2 separate regions of the Hordeum vulgare genome follow, and region 1 is linked to region 2. The links are chromatin contacts, called in public HiChIP or PLAC-seq maps. All regions are on one chromosome and are shown on one strand. Each heading gives the region's core, a stretch centred on a gene start, on an enhancer-like site or on the middle of the called end of the contact. The rest is flanking DNA. Distances are from core to core; before and after follow the strand shown.

Region 1 (5,709 bases), core at 377-2,876, 180 kb before region 2:
ATTCCGATAACTTTTATTTCTGCACGAAAATAACGCTAAAGTAGTTGTGCTGAAAACAACATCAGTATGAGTTAGTTTTATTCAAATCATGCAAATTAGAGGTCAAAACTAGAGTAAAAGTAGATACGTTGAAGACCTATCAACTCCCCAAGTTTAACTCATTGCTCGTCATTAAGCAATTCAGTTGATAGAACTGAAAATGATAAAGAAAATTAAAAAAAACTCTTTTATTCTTGTCATTATACATATCTTCTATTTTTAAATAGCTAGAACCTAATACATAGTTTTCCTTTTCACGTAACAATGCTACATCATCAAATCATGCATGTAGTCAAAAGTTACTTTTTTCATTAATCACTTCGTGCAAAACATACCCTCATGCATGATTTTTTTCTAGATAATTAAACAAGACATTTTTATAATGGTTTTTGCATTAACATTAGTTTTCTAATATTTATTCATATATTGTTTAATAAATTTTCCGCAGCAATGCGCGGGGCATCGTCTAGTGCTTTTCTAATGTTTAAGTTTTCAACATAAATCATATTTAACCACATTCATGATAATAATTAAGCATCATATTCAACGATGATAATACATAACCAACTAGCAAACAATAATAAGATATCTCACATGTCAACAGTTTGTCAAAACAATCACGATATAATATGGTGATACGATATCTCGCTAGCCTTTATGAAACCGCACAATCTTGTACATTTTACACATCTAAAATATATAAAGATATCCATCACAAAAAGGTTTCCACCTTAATTACCATTCCAGTAATCTTCACAAAGTCCAGCAAATCTATCTGAATTTCAGGAAACAGCCGAGCAAAGGAGGAGACGGAGGACGGGTCACAAGGTGAAGACGAGACAGCAAGAAACCCAGCGGAAAACGAGAGAAGCCAGCCCAAAACCAGGGAAAGCCAAACCAGCATCGCGGCGCACGGGGCCGGGGCCGGAACAGCGAATCCGGGCGTCTGCAGTGACACCACGCGGCCGCGGGTGCCGCCCAGCCCGCACGCAGGAAACTGAAGCGAAAACAAACGAGGGAGGGGAGGGAAGGCATGGCAAGCGAGCCACAGAGTGGTTGCCGGAACAGGGAATCCGGGGGTCTGCAGTGGAGTACGCGGCCGTGCCCGTGCGTGCTGCCCATGCAGCAAGGAATCAATTCTCCCCTACGGCTCTACTCTGCAGCCTAGCTCTGGCTTCCCTTTCCTTTCCGGCCTTCCCTCCCCCCTCGATTCCTTCCTTCCTTCCTTCCTTCAGGCACGGCCGCCTGCTACAGCCAGTACTGTTCTCGTCCGGCCGCGCCACCCTTTCCATTTCCGGCACCCTCCCTTTCCTCCCCCCCTTCCCCCATCCATCAACCCACCCAGCCCCCGCCCAGCTACTCTACTCCCCCCTAGCCAGCCAGCCAGCCGTCCACTCCCCCCTCTCTGCTCCGGCGCCGCAGTCGCGTGTCGCATGCATAAACAATGACTGGGCCGGCGGCCCCCACCCCCGTGCCTCGTTGAATAATCGCGCTTTGTTTATATGCGCTTAACCTCGCGTGGGCTGGCCCGGGCCGCGGTCGGCCCGGTTTTTATTAGTAGCACACCCCCGTTTGCCAATAGGAGCAAAGCGAAGCGCTGGTCCCCGTCTCGAGACCCCGACCCCCGCGTCCGCGTCGCCTCCTCCACTCCACCTCCCCCTCCCCTTTCCTCTCCCCTCCTCTCCTTTCGCATCCCCCATCGCGACCGCGACCGCAACCCTCCCGCCGCATCGGCGAGTGAGCCGCGCTCGGTGCTCCCAGCCAGCCTGCCTGCCTGCCTGCCCGGGCGACGCGCGCTACCTCGGCGTGGGTGGTGGCGGGGGGAGAGAGCGCGCGGGGGCGGGGAGATCGATCGGTCGGTGACCGGGACCTAGGAGGAGGGAGGACCGGAGGAGACGCGATGGCGCGGGAGCGGAGGGAGATAAAGCGGATAGAGAGCGCGGCGGCGCGGCAGGTCACCTTCTCCAAGCGCCGCCGGGGCCTCTTCAAGAAGGCCGAGGAGCTCTCCGTCCTCTGCGACGCCGACGTCGCGCTCATCGTCTTCTCCTCCACCGGCAAGCTCTCCCAGTTCGCCAGCTCCAGGTACATACATATACGTCCCTGGTCCCTCCCGCTGCGCGCCGCTCCTTCTCGTCTCGTCTTGTCTCGCGACGGTCCGTAGATCTGCCCTTCTCTCTTCCCCTCCGGCCTTCCCGGGCGCAGGATCCGGCCCGCCTAGGGTTCATGCTGCGCCTCCTCGCGGGCCGCATGTCTGTGCCGTGTGCTTCTCCGCGCCTCGCGCGCCCGGCATGCATCATGCGACGTGCTAGCGGGGCGGATCGCGTTGCTTAATTAGCGCCGCCCGCAACGGATCCTCTAGTTACGTCTGCGGCTGTCGTTTTTTTTTGTTGCCGAAATGGGGATTTTGTGTCTGTTCACTGTAGGATAGTAGTATAATGCTCCTGTAGCTGGTTGCAGATTTTTCTGTTGAGCTTCTTTTTTTTACCCGATCGAGCGGTGTGTTGAGACTGAAGAGCATGCGGGCCTTTGCCAGTGCCGCAGCTTCCGTTTCTATTCGCTGCGTATGTTTATGCATCGTCCGTTCTTGTGGTCTCATCCAAGAGGATGCCCCTCGAGTGCTCCGGTGGGGCAAAGTTGAGCCTGCTAATGGCGTACGGCCGGACTTGTGATTTTATGTGCTGCTACTCCTACGTTGCGTCGCTCGCTGGTTTCTAATGTGGACTTCGTGTTCTGTGCAGCTTGTTATTTTTATCTGTACTCGTATGTACTGTAGATATCGGTTACTGTTGTTTGATGAGATATTATTTGTACTCTTGCACGCATTGTTCGTCGCCTCTTTTCCTTTCTTCTTAGTTTGGGTGTGAAGCTTCCTCGACGGGAGAAAGCAACGATATATTTGTGGTCCATATATAGATTGTTGTGCTGATGTCCTCCACTTGTTTTGTTCAGGTCCCATACTCTGCAGTTCAGCGTGACCGTTCGGGGATAATTTGTCCTAGTTAGCTACATAGTATTCTAACACAGTAGCATCTTGTGCATTATGTTTGTTTACGAGATTCTCATGTAACTTCGAACGGTGCATCACGCTTCTTGAACTTATGTACTGGCTTTACATGCGGATGTCACTGTACTGGAAGTTTTTTCTTTCTTTCAAGAATGGTACTGAAAGAATTTATTAAAGATGAAATAGTCTTAGTTGTGCTGTATATGTTGGCATTGAAAAGATTCCTCAGCTAATCAAAGGATACACATTTGTTTAGCTGAGGATGTTGAGATCATACACAATTAGTGTGTATGATCTCAACTTCTTTTTTAAACAGTAACTGTCGGGTTAAACAATAGCAACATTTTGAGGAGTCCTCCGGTGTTCTAATTTTTTTGGATTCCAACTTCAGTAATTATCAATAACCACGCATTTGTCTAACATAGCATTACAAGCAAATCACTATGACTTGGAACTCTTATTAGCAGCAAACAGTAGGATCTAGCAAAATGTAAGGACACTTGAGTCCAGCATTAATTTCCTCCGCGGCGCAATATATTTTCGTCACTTGTAGGAACCTGAGCAAGTAATTAGTATTTGTTTAAGCAATTAAAGAATAATCTGAACTGAATGGTACATGATAAATGCTGAGACCATCTAACTATACAAAGTTAATGAGAAAATGATGTAGACTCAGTTTCGATGCTTTCTCACTAAGCTATTTGGATTCAAAAACCATTCTTACTTTCAATCTGGCTAAGGAGAGTCTCTCTTCGTTTAAGAAATAAACATGCTTTAGCTTTCTCTTCTGTTTGTTTAGTCGTAGCCCATGGCACTAACAGCATCATCTTATATATGTTGAAATGTATTAGTTAGGGGCTGTTTTTTCTTTGTCACGGTCATTGTTACAATGAACTGTCAAAGTGACTATAGTTAATGTCATGGTGCCCCTGTATAATTCTGAACATCACCGTATCACATTTATTTTAGTCATTTCCTTTTTGTTGGATAGTTGCAGCTTCATGTGGTACTGATATTGCCTTTCCTTGGACAGTATGAATGAGATCATCGACAAGTACAGCACGCATTCTAAGAACCTGGGGAAAACAGACCAGCCTACTCTTGACTTGAACGTAATAAGCACTTCTCACCCTCATTGATGTTAGCCAGCAAATTAAAGTTCTTTGATTATAGCATCCTAATACTTGTGAATCTACATGAGCAACATAAGGATGTGACCCAAAATAAAATATCTTGTATTCAAGGACTAACCTGCCACAAACCTTTTATATAAATGCATTTTTTCCATCTAAAACCATTGAAGCAAAACTATGCTTGGTACCCTTTAAGAAGCTATAAAGAATACTTGAAAGTTGAAACAACAGTTTCTTCTATACCCTTATCAAGTTTTTTCGAGTTGGGTGACAGGCCACATATAAGCTAATGATAGGCCCAGTATTGTTCATGATAGCTGTAAAAATGGTATACTTCATAATTCTCTTGCTTTTATTAATGGGTGTCAGCACTCTATTAAGTTGAACCCTTGGGCACAATAAAACTTTTGTTTGGATTATCCATGTTTTTTTTCTTGGTTTGTGAAATGATTATCCATTTGTAAATACAAACAACAACAACAACAAAGCCTTTAGTCCCAAATATGTTGGGGTAGGCTAGAGGTGAAACCCATAAGATCTCGCGACCAACTCATTGTTCTCGCACATGTATAGCAAGCTTCCACGCACCCCTGTCCATGGCTAGTTCTTTGGTGATGCTCCAATCCTTCAAATCTCTCTTTACGAACTCTTCCCATGTCAAGTTCGGTCTACCCCGGCCTCTTTTGATATTATCCGCATGCTTTAGTCGTTCGCTATGCACTGGGGCTTCTGGGGGCCTGCGTTGAATATGCCCAAACCATCTCAGACGATGTTGGACAAGCTTCTCTTCAATTGGTGCTACCCCAACTCTACCTCGTATATCATCATTCCGGATTCGGCCCTTCCTTGTCTGGCCACACGTCCATCTCAACACGCGCATCTTCGCCACACCTAACTGTTGCACATGTCGCCTTTTAGTCGGCCAACACTCAGCGCCATACAACATTGCAAGTCGAACCGCCGTCCTATAGTACTTGCCTTTTAGCTTTTGTGGCACCCTCTTGTCACAGAGAATGCCAGAAGCTTGGCGCCACTTCATCCATCCGGCTGTAATTCGATGGTTCATATCTTCATCGATATCCCCATCTTTCCGCAACATTGACCCCAAATATCGGAAGGTGTCCTTCTGAGGCACCACCTGACCATCAAGGCTAACATCCTCCTCCTCGTGCATTGTAGTATTGAAAGCGCACCTCATGTACTCGGTTTTAGTCCTACTAAGTCTAAAACCTTTCGATTCCAAGGTTTGCCTCCATAACTCTAACTTCCTGTAAATATGAGGAAAAAAATTGTTAGCTATTGCAATATGATAATTACTGCTTTTTCTGAATCCATCGAGAGTACTCATTTTTTAAAACTCCTCTTGGTATGAAGATAATTGTGATTTGAACTGACATGCTGGCGCATTTCTATTTTCAGTTAGAACATAGCAAATATGCAAATTTGAACGATCAGCTTGCAGAAGCTAGTCTTCGACTAAGGTTATGTTCTACCCCATTATATATTGTTTACGTGATCCATGTTGAATTTATT
Region 2 (5,148 bases), core at 647-3,146:
TAACAGCAATTGCTTTCAAAGCAGCACAAGCTGATGGTAAGCTGGATGGAGCAACTTGCTTGCGGAGTGCGATGACAAGAACTTCTGCGACGCCAATTTCTGCAAATTTCCGTGAATATCCATATACCTGCATCACAAGTCTGTCAATCTCATCTCTTTGGATCCAAACTTCATTCATACAAGAAGGCCTAATTCCTTAACAGACAAATTATTAAGGTACATGAGTTTATAATGAAGTCATAAACTGAACATATTAAAATCAAATGCATCGGGATGCATCGGGTGATATATAAGTAAATTGCAGTGTCAACTTGCAAGCAAGAATGCAAGATGTACATGTGCTGATGACATTGAGAAACCAGAATGTTCAAAATATGAAACCATGTGATACCAAGTTAGCTACTATTATTTTTTGTGAACATTCTGTCTAGTATCTAACCATCACCAAAAGTTCATGTCAATATTTTCCTACGGATACGATCTTATGAGTTTCACCTCTAGCCTACCCCAACTTGTTTGGGACTAAAGGCTTTGTTGTTGTTGTTGTGGATACGAAATCTAACTACATTGAGACGTCCACCACTATTTATACATCATGCTGGATTGCAGTTAAAATAAAGCTACCAAATTTATATTTTAACACCTAATTTAGCCTACTATGCATCTCATACAGACAACACTTTATTATAACTCAATCAAATTTCCCCATATGGATTTATCTCCGGTAAACTAATTTCATGAGTATCAAATTCAAACCGAGTAACAAATGTGCAAACCAAAATGATGCACTTGTTAATGTAAAATTAGGGTAAGTATTGACATAATTCTACAAGCACATAGGACATACTTGAGAAGCCACCACTCGGTTATCATCAGGTGTCAGAAGAACACGTATGGCATCATACACGCTTTGCACTTTACTATTCGATTTGTTCCTCATAACCTCCAGAATGAGTTCATCGACCTTCAAGTCCATGAAGGCATCTTTCACAACTTCATTGCCAGCAGATGCCATTGCCACGACACCAAAACCACCATCCAGTACATCTGTATTTTCCAATGCTCCATTCAAGATATCCATGACAATTTTGGGCCCTTGGCTTTGCCTGAATTTCTCAGTACTCCCCACATCTACAGATTAGTTCATCCCCAAATGTCAGACAACGAAAAGAGAATGCTGTTCTGGTAGATGGCTAGATCATATGGAGAAAATTAAAACCCTCACATCTATCCTCTGGAGTCTGGAACGCAAAGTCAATAGAACATCCTCCTATCAAAGAACATTCGCGGAGGCAGCAACATACCACGGATCAGGGAGCTCAGCGCCTTCAAGCCCGAAGCAAGCAGCCTCTCCTGCTTAACCCCAGCCGACGAGCACAGGGCGACGAGCGCCTCCACGCCGCCGTTCCGCGCCGCCACGGCCGCATTCTCCGCCCCCTCGCCGGAGCACAGCTCGAGCAACTCGTCGAGCAAAGGGGCCAGCCTATCAAGATCCTCCCCCGACCTGCCGCTGGAGGAGGCCTTCAGCTCGTCCAGCACCCGCATCACCGGGTTCACCTCCTCCGCTGAGGCGTCCCCAGGCACGCGTCTGATGATCCCTGCAGGATGCGGTGAGAGGCTCAGTTCACCGCGTGCAAGAGAGATAGGAGATCTGAAGCCCTGGAGAGGATGGGGAGGAGTTCGTGAGTACCGGAGAGGTTGGCGCCCTGGAGGGTGAGGGCGTCTACGGCGTCGGCGAGGGCCTCTTCGGGGTCCATTCCCAGGTCTTCCATGTTCTCCCGGACCATGTCGTCAAAGGCCTCCTGCGAGATCGCGATCGCCATTTCCTGCCCCGCTTGTTGTTTTTCGGTGCGGACTGCGGAGTGAACAGATGGAAGAGTGGGGAGAAGAAGGGTTTGGTGTGGGGTTTCCGCTCCCCTCGGACAGATATCAGGGCAACTGGTCACGCCGCAACATGCGCCCACGTATCAGCCATCCAAACGAAATTCAACGCTTAAGATTGTCCAAAGGCAAGACACCCCACACCTATCGAGGCAAAATGAATTTTTTTGACCCAAAAACCAAACTAATGCACACACTGAACTATGTTTGAATATTTTTCACCCACCTGACCCTTTTGTGTGACGCATTTGTCTTAGGCGTCACACTACACTGTGTGGCGCCCGATACTACGTTGTGTGACGTCTGAGACCTAGTGTGACGCCTAAGGCATCGGCGCCACACTACACGGTGTGGCGCCTAAGACAAAGGCGTCACACAATGTAGTGTGACGCCCGACTGTCGGCGCCACACAAAAGTGTCAGCTGAGTGAATTTTTTCCAAACATAGTTTAGTTTGTGAAATATTTTGGCTTTTGGGTTAAATTTGTTAATTTTGCCCACCTATCGACGCTCGCACACCTAGCACATCATCACAACAATAATAAAAATAATAGTTGAGGTCACTCGAGGCCTGGCGCGAAGGGTTTCCTTGACGACTCATGTTTTTTTGTCAGCGAGGTTGATCCTCGTCCAGATCTCGGCGCTCATCCTTCTGACTAACCTATCACTCAAAACCAGATCGATGCGACGAGAACATCACGATCCACCAAAAAACCCATACCTTCTGCCCAAACCCAGTTCACAAGTTTGAGGTGGCACCAACTCTAGATCATCCAACACCTAATCCACCTCACTACCTCCCCCTTGGGTCGCCACCACGCGGTCGTAATACCCACTGCAAAGCCGTCGAGAATCTTAGAGTTTCAGTGGGATGCCATGGCGATGGAGGTAGTTGAAGAACTGATGAAGAAAATGACGTCGTCGGTCGCGGAGAAGGGGGGAGGGGTGAAGTTAGGGAAGAAGGGAGCGTGGAGTAAGCGGATAGATCCTCGGGCTATAGGTAAACTCATGTCAAATAGGCCAGTGGTAGCGGAGATGTTGGAAAATACACCCAAGAGGGTCTAGTGCGCCATGCATGAGTTACATACACATGCGGGGTGGTTTGAGGGTCCTCATTGGAAATGAACTTAGTGTTAGGAAACATAGTAAAAAACAAAACAAAAAACCGTCCTACAATCAATCAGGAACACTGTGAAGATGCAATGAACGGTTGGGATCGGGTTGTTATCGACTCCGAGTTGAAGCGAAAGAAGACGAGACGGTGTAGATCGTTGATGAAGTTCCTTGAACCGTAGATGAACGATCTCACGAACCGCCCACAAACGATCTCTCGAACTGACGACCGAAAGCACGACCTCTCTACTTGGTTGCAAGCGTACGTTCTTCATGGTCCGGCAGCGCTTCGCCGTCCAGAGCTTATCGTCGCCAGAGAATTAGAGTGAGGAGATTAGAACCACACTAGACTTCTTATGAGGATTAGAGGAACTATGTCTAGCTCTAGTTAGTCAACTATGACCAATTAAAACTAGAACTAGATGAACTAGAGGAGACTCCAGAACTTGTGTAAACAATAGAGCCAATGCCTCAAGTATATATAGGCCCTGTTTGGAACCACTCAGATTATATAATCCAGTTTTTATAATATCTGTCTCCAAATAGGACAGATTATGGTGTAGATTATAAAAACTAGATGGTCAGATTATTAAAAACTCATAATCTACTCTACCCCAGCTAAAATCAGATTATGGATTGCTAATGACCCATTACCCTTGTAAAGTTGGAGTTAATTACATTCCTACCACCACCACCCTCCTCTTTTAAAAAAAAACAGAGGGCACACAAGTCATTATGCAATGTAAAACCTGGATTACACTTTATATAATCTGGCCTCCAAACATGTCCACCTAGATTATTTTTATAAACCAGATTATATAATCTATCTTCATAATCCAGATTATCATAATCTATTGTGGTTCCAAACATGGCCATAGATTAGAGGGCAGTGGAGGGGCTGCCATCAAGGAGGGGAAAGTCCATCCTTGGGGTGCCGAGCAAGGAGGAGGAGTTGGACTTCTCCCCCACTCTAATTCGCCCCCCACAAGGAAAAGGGAGGGGGGCCCACTTCACTTGGGCCCTCGTGGCCCAAGTTGCCTTACACCTCTTGGCCTTTTAAGGCCCGTCGATATTTAATTATTTATAAAATCCTTTTAATAATTATTAGACCCTTTTATATATAATTTAACATCACCGAAAACATTTTGCACCTATATATTATTTTCGATAACCTATGAAACCCTTCTGGTGACCTCGAAACGCTTCTGAATCCTCTCGAAACTATTTTGAGTATTAATGAAATAAGTTCAAAAATATGTTCTCATTACTCCTATCCTACTAACACCCAGAAGATCATGATTAACTTAATATTTTGACCCTGTAGGTTCGATAACTCATAGACATGAATGAAACTCCTTCGTTCAATGATCGATAGCGGAACCTTGGACGCCCATATCGATCCCTATGAGTACATGAATGGTATTTGAGTGAAACTTTGGTTATCATGTGATATTACCTTTGCTTCGCAATACTTTACAAAACCCGAGATGCATCATTATCCTCTTGAGTCATTCACATCTTCACTATACCATTGTACTCGTGACTAGTTTTGTTCTTATTTCTCGTTGATGTGTTTCGGCATCCCTGTGACATAGTCATCTATGTCTGGCCACACGATGACGTATGTCATCACACCGAGAGGGTCCAACGAATATATATCCATCGTCGGAGGAGAAAATCCCAGTCTCGAGCTATCTAATCTCTTGTCAAACTTTCCAACGAACATGTAAGTTGTCATCATAATCACCTAGTTACAGATGACGTTTGAGCAACCCCAAAGCTCATCAGACGGAAAGAAGTGACTACGATACTCTCATGGTCTAAGGAACATAAAAGCATGTTGACACTCCATGTTATAACAATTAAATTTAGAGGATATCATCTCAAAGTATAACAAACAAGTTTGGCTCGATTCAATATGATCGCTCTTCTAACGTCATACTCTCGATATAATTTTAGGACCTTACACTTAATTTATATGCTAAGATCCGGAAAACTTGACCACTAACAACACTTGAGCCATTCTTAGAGGCAAGACTAGGAATCTTTATTTTACCATTTATGATTTCACATGTGCATATGGATTTTTCACTGAATCGTGTTGGATTGCTAGAAGGGATATCTAGAGAGGGGGGGGGGGTGAATAGACTACTTG

Evidence for each region. HiChIP or PLAC-seq counts read pairs in DNA pulled down with a chosen protein or histone mark.
Region 1: a contact with region 2 is called in an H3K4me3 HiChIP or PLAC-seq map of embryo, with 3 times the contacts expected there. The contact joins the promoter of LOC123402730 here to the promoter of LOC123401000 in region 2. A contact is called at or near these places in 2 of 6 Hi-C or Micro-C datasets (leaf and seedling) and 1 of 1 datasets of contacts at active chromatin or transcription factors (embryo).

Annotation. Positions count from the first base shown.
Region 1 is chr6H:512,737,458-512,743,166 of MorexV3_pseudomolecules_assembly, reverse strand. LOC123402730 (MADS-box transcription factor 22-like) reads left to right here and starts at 1,626. Exons shown (of 8, transcript XM_045096683.1): 1 at 1,626-2,121; 2 at 4,077-4,155; 3 at 5,596-5,657. The coding sequence starts at 1,940.
Region 2 is chr6H:512,557,845-512,562,992 of MorexV3_pseudomolecules_assembly, reverse strand. LOC123401000 (armadillo repeat-containing protein 6) reads right to left here and starts at 1,896. Exons shown (of 8, transcript XM_045094716.1): 1 at 1,691-1,896; 2 at 1,305-1,598; 3 at 848-1,131; 4 at 1-127. The coding sequence starts at 1,823.